2 separate regions of the Macaca mulatta genome follow, and region 2 is linked to region 1. The links are chromatin contacts, called in public Hi-C maps. All regions are on one chromosome and are shown on one strand. Each heading gives the region's core, a stretch centred on a gene start, on an enhancer-like site or on the middle of the called end of the contact. The rest is flanking DNA. Distances are from core to core; before and after follow the strand shown.

Region 1 (2,916 bases), core at 218-2,717:
CAAGCAAGTAAAACTCTAGAAAAAGAGGAGCTGTACAGCAAAATAAACTTTAGCTCTTGACCAAATTTTGGGAGATCAGGGATTCTCTGGAGGGGGTACTCTCAGACCTCAGTAAATTGTCTTATTGGTTTGGCATAAAGTTAGCTCCTGCTGGTACCAAGCACTGACAGATTTGTCAAAAGTCAGGGGCATCTCCACTCAGAATCCCTCAACGGTTACCAAAATGTGAGCTCTGAAAATTTGAGACAGGTCTCAGTTAACTCAGAAACTTTATTTTGCCAAGGTTGAGGATGCGTGCCTGTGACACAGCCTCAGGGAGTCCCAACGCCATGTGCCCAAGGCGGTCGGGGCACAGTTTGTTTTCATACATTTTAGGGAGACATGAGACATTAATCAACATACGTAAGAGGTACGTTGGTTCCGTCCAGAAAGGCGGGGACAACTCCAACCGGGGAGGGGGCTTCCAGGTTGCAGGTAAGTGAGAGACAAATGGTTGCATTATTTTATTTTCTGATAAGCCTCTCCAAAGGAGGCAATCAGGTATGTGTCTATCTCAGTGAGCAGAGGAGTGACTTTGAATCAAATGGGAGGCAGGTTTGCCCTGAGTAGTTCCCAGCTTGACTTTTCCTTTCAGCTTAGCGATTTGTGGGGCTGAAGATTTCCCACAAGTGAAGGGAAAATATCTCAAACTGCCCCCCCAACCCCGCCCCAAATCACTAAGCTCAAGGGAAAATTCAAGTTGGGAACTGCTCAGGCCACACCTGCCTCCCATTCTATTCAGTCACCCCTCTGCTCATGATGAACAGAATGCTGCTGAACCCTGGGGTCGCTGGGGCCTTAAATGACTTTGATGATGAGAGACTGGGCATGGAGAGCTAGAGGCCCTCATCTCCCTTCCCCAGCGAGTCGGAAGCGACCCCATTACTACTTCTTAGACTGTGCTGAGATTTCTCAGGTTGCGGTGTGCAGCTGGGAGTTGCAGCCTGGCAGGAAGCCCAGGTTTTAGCCTGTGAACCTATGTAGGCCAGGGTGTCTCTGACCTGGCACTCTGTGGAGCCAGGGCAGCCATAGCAGCAAAGGCCATGGGGTCACAAAGAGAGAGACTGCAGAAGGATCAGGAATAACAGGCATAATGGGGCTGCTCTTCCCTAGGCCTGAACACTGGGAAGGCACTGGCAGGGCCCTGGTTTTGATGGTGGATTCCTGGGGCAGGGGCCTTGGTAATAAGGTTCTGAGTGCTGGGGCAGAATGGACTATCTTGACCCTTCATAGTCAGGGTCCCAAGTGAGCAATCCTGGAACCTTCAGGTCTTTGGTACAATGGCTGGGGCTTTCACTCAAGGGCCACAGGTACAGACAGAGGGAGCAGAAACAGGCCCCCCGGCCTTTCACTTCCCACCTGCTCCAGAGGGAGGGAGTAAGGTTTCTGGGCGTAAGTGGGGGCTATCTGAAAGAAAAGGGTGATTTGGCTGGGGCTCGGTGCCCTACAAGAGCCCTGTGCTTGACTTTGATGCAAGGCACAGACTGGGCTCTGAAGAGGGAGGCTGGCGGGCAGACGTCATCATGGATGTTGGGTCTCCCTTCCGGCCGTGGCCCACGTACGACCCCTTTTCCCTTAAAGTCAGGACCACGGGGAACTTTCACAAGATGGGTCCTCGGAGCCTGGCCGCGATTGCCCTCCCAAGGGGTGCTGCTGCGGAGGATAGGCGCGCCAGTCGAGACCAAAGCGAACGGGATGACGCCACTGGAGGGCGCGCGGGGCCGCGGGGCAGGGTGCTGCTGCAGGCTTCAGGCCTCTTCTGCCTTCTACAGCAGCCAGGTCAGCAGAGGCGGAGGCCCGGCTGTGGATGGCCGAGGAGCCGAAGTCGTGAAGCCACGTTCCTCCTACTGCTCTTAACCCAGGCGCGGCGGCTTGCCGAGCAGCTCCCCTCACTCCGAAACCGTAAGCCTCGGCCCTTCCCTCTCTTGCCTATCCCAGCAGGAGCAGGCTGACACCCCAAAAACCCAAGCCCTCTCCTTCCTGGTCCCGCCCCCTCTAGGCTCCCTCCCCTTTTCCTTCCAGAGGCGGCGGCCCCGGAAGCTCCAGCCGTTCTGGACCCGCCCCCTCCAAGCTCCCGCCCCTTTCCCTTCCCGTGGAGGCGGCTCGGAAGCTCCCGCCTTTCTGGACACGCCCCTGCCTCCCCCACAGGACTCCGACTCTCTTCCGGCTTGTGGAGGGCTTGACATTTTACCTGGGGATGGCCCAGAAAAACCTCGCAGAGATGGTGACTTTAAAAAATTCTTTTTCGGCTAGGTACGGTGGCTGACGCCTGTAATCCCAGCGCTTTGGGAGACTGAGGCGGGCGGATCACTTGAGATCACGAGTTCGAGACCCGCCTGGCCAACATGGTCTTTACAAAAATACAAAAATTAGCCGGGCGTGGTGGCGCAGGCCTGTGGTCCCAGCTACTCGGGAGGCTGAGGTGGGAGGATCTCCTGAGCTGGGGGAGGTTAAGGCTGCAGTGAGCTGTGATCGCACTACTGCACTTCAGACGGGGCGACAGGGCAAGACTGCCTTAAAAATAAAAAATTGTTTTGGTAAAATACACATAATATTTACCATATGTACTTTTTTTTTTTTTTTAATGGAGTCTGGCTCTGTTGCCCAGACTGGAGTGCAATGGCACACCACTGGGTTCGAACGATTCTCATGTCTCAGCCACTCAAGTAGCTGGGATTACAGGCGTGCGCCACCACGCTGGGCTAATTTTTGTATTTTTAGTGGAGATGGGGGTTTCTGCCATGTTGGCCAGGCTGGTCTGGAACTCCTGACCTCAGGTGATCTGCCCCCCCTGGCCTCCCAAAGTGCTGAGATTACAGGCTGAGCCACTGTGCCCAGCCCTACCATGAATTTTTTTTTTTTTTTTCTGAAACAGAA
Region 2 (2,916 bases), core at 167-2,666, 570 kb after region 1:
GCTGCCTTTAAAAAACAAACAAACAAACAAACAAACAAAACTAAGAGAAATAAATCTCCTGGGCTTCACCTTTAGAATATCCACAGTGAGGTGGGCAGGGGACAGGTTTTTAAATTGAGCTGCATGGGATAAGGATTCACCCCTACTCAAAAGAGAGCCTACAAAAAAAAAGAGAGCGGGAGCCTACAGAAGAGAACACACAAAAGTATGTTTGAGCAGAGGATTCCTTAAAGCCCTTAAATGAACTTTTCCTCAACATAGCATTAAGGATCTGGCCCTCTTGGGGTTTTCCTAACTCACTTCTGGCGGTCATATCTGTCCATTTCCCTAATGACACGGGTATTAGACGTGCCAGAAGTGCGGTAGCTGCTTAAGCAAAAGAGAGAACGACTACAAGCTGCTCAAGAGCAGGGATCTTGTCTGTCCCGTTAACCCTAAGTCCCAGTACCTGACATACTGCAACTGTGCAATATTATTCCAGAGTAGAGGGGCCAGGAGACCGAGGTCCCCGTAAGAGCAGGGCATTTTCCGGGGTGAATTTTGGAAGTGAAGTGAATTTAGAAGCCCCAACTTCCCTGGATCTACCAGCCTTGGAGAAGGTCCGCCCACTCCCGGAGGACAGCGAAAGGGACCCACGTCCAGCGCAGACTCTCACCCCTGTGTAGGGAAGAATGACTGCCAGTGCAGAGACCAGGAGTTAGTGCGTGTGAAAAGGAGGGAGGGAGAGAAAGAGAGTGAGAGCCCATTTGTGTGTCTGGGGAGGGGCAGTAATTTCCGTCGTCTCACCGCTCACGAGTCCCCTTGACCTAGGGACCCCGCTCCTCACCATTACTGCGTTGGATCTTGATGGCGAGACCGGGAAACAGGCGGGCCTGAAGCGACGAGTCCATGGCCATTCGGAGGGTCAGCAAGGAAAAGAAACGCGCAATGCTAGGAAACCTCAATTCCGCTAACCCTAGGAAGTCTTAACGCCGCGTAAACCGCCGCAGTTTAAATCCCGCGCGCAAGCGTCCTTAAAACGTCATCCCGCTGTCCCCGCCCCCGCTTCCGGCGGTCAGCGGCGCCCTGCAGAGCCTTGGGGGATACGCAGTTCCGAACCGTCTTCCGACGCCCGGCACCGCCCATGCGTCTGGCCACACCCCCGAGCGCTGTGCCTCCTGGGAACTTTGGCGCTCCGCGGGGTCTGGGGCTCCCGCTTCCTGGTATTGTGTTTGGTCATCTTGTACAGCCGGGTTCCCGAAAACTGGGAAACTTCGGTATGTATTTCAGAGTGAGGGCTCTGGAATACTACAGACATGGGTTCGAATCCTAGCTTCTTCAGTTGCTAGTTCAATGACCTCGAGCAAATTGGAGACTTGACCGGGCGCGGTGGCTCACTCCTGTAATCCTTGCACTTAGGAAGGCTAGAGGTGGGAGTGATCGCTTGAGATCAGAAGTTCGAGACCAGCAAGGGCAACGTAGCCAAGACCCTGTTCTCTAAGCAAAATAAAACCACAGGTTAGAAACTTGACTTAGTTTTTCTCATTGCACAGTGGAGAAGCATGTTTCGTCATTCAAGGAGTTACGTATAAATTTCCAGGAAGACACGATTCACCAGATATTTATTGAGTGAATGTCTACCACGTGCTAGGCATGGTACTAGGAAATGGAGATAATAGTAGTCAACTAGACACACAGTTCCTGTCCTCTTTTTTTTTAAATTAGAGACAGTGTTCTTGCTGTGTTGCCCAGGCTGGTCTTGAATTCCTGGGCTCAAAGATCCTCCCTCCTTCGCCCCCCAAACTGCTAGGATTACATATGTGAACCACGAATTCCAGCCTCCTGTTCTTGACGATCTGCCTGCCTCAGCCTCCCAAAGTGCTGGGATTACAGGTGTGAACCACTGTGCCTGGCCAGGAAAGGTCTTGTTTGAAGATGGCTGGAAGGCAGTGGGGGAGAGGAACATCAGAAGAAGTTGAAGAGGTGGGCAGGGGCAAAATCATTGAGCATCTTGTGGCCTGTAGTAGTAATTTTGGCTTTTATGCTAATGAGAAGTCATTGAAAGTTTTAAGCAGGGGACTAAGAAGATCTGATTTACATTTTACTTTCTCTTTTTTTTCTTTTGAGACAGAATTTCACTCTTGTTGCCCAGGCTGGAGTGCAGTGGCGTGATCTTGGCTCACGCGACCTCCACTTCCCGGGTTCAAGCAATTCTCCTGCCTCAGCCTCCAAAGTAGCTGGGATTACAGGGATGCGCCACCATGCCTGGCTAATTTGGTATCTTTAGTAGAGATGAGGTTTCACCCTGTTGGTCAAGCTGGTCGTGAACTCCCGACCTCAGGTGATCCACCTGCCTCCGCCTCCCAAAGTGCTGGGATTACAGGTGTGAGCCACCGCGCCCAGCCTACATTTTACTTTTATGTCAGGCAAACTTGCTGTTGTGTGGAGAGTAGAGTTGAAAGGGGCAAGACAGAGTGCAGAGAGCACTTAGTAGGCAAGAGATTATGCTGGCATAGGCCAGGGTGGTGATACTGGATTGGAAGTACAGCTGAGAGAATTGATTCAAGATACCCCATGTTTGGGAAGTGAAGTGAATGGATTTTGCTGATGGATGTGAATGACAGGGGTGGTCATGGATGACTCCTGGTTTCTGGCTAGAGCACCTGGCTGCATGATGGACCATATACTGAAAAGGGAGAGTGGGATTGTGAAGGAATGAGTTGGGGGTTAAGTCCAGGGTTTCATTTTGTTCATTTTGAATTTGAGATGTCTACAACACATCTGAGTGTAGGTGTCAACTGAGCAGCTGGATGTACAAACTGGGAGCTAAGGTAGAAGTCAGAGATTGAGATTTGGCAGTCTGCGTTATGTAGATGATATTTGGAGTCATGAGCTGAATACTATCTAGGCAAAGAGCATAGATGGAGATGAGAAGAA

The links. Hi-C and Micro-C count contacts between places; a contact is called where the count stands out from the background.
Region 2: a contact with region 1 is called in a Hi-C map of fetal cortex germinal zone, with 4 times the contacts expected there. The contact joins the promoter of KIF2C here to the promoter of LOC144333799 in region 1.

Annotation. Positions count from the first base shown.
Region 1 is chr1:195,325,437-195,328,352 of T2T-MMU8v2.0, forward strand. It overlaps LOC144333799, which reads left to right and starts at 1,468. Exons shown (of 2, transcript XM_077959778.1): 1 at 1,468-1,941. The coding sequence starts at 1,563.
Region 2 is chr1:195,899,510-195,902,425 of T2T-MMU8v2.0, forward strand. It overlaps KIF2C (kinesin family member 2C), which reads right to left and starts at 1,417. Exons shown (of 21, transcript XM_015138048.3): 1 at 827-1,417. The coding sequence starts at 896.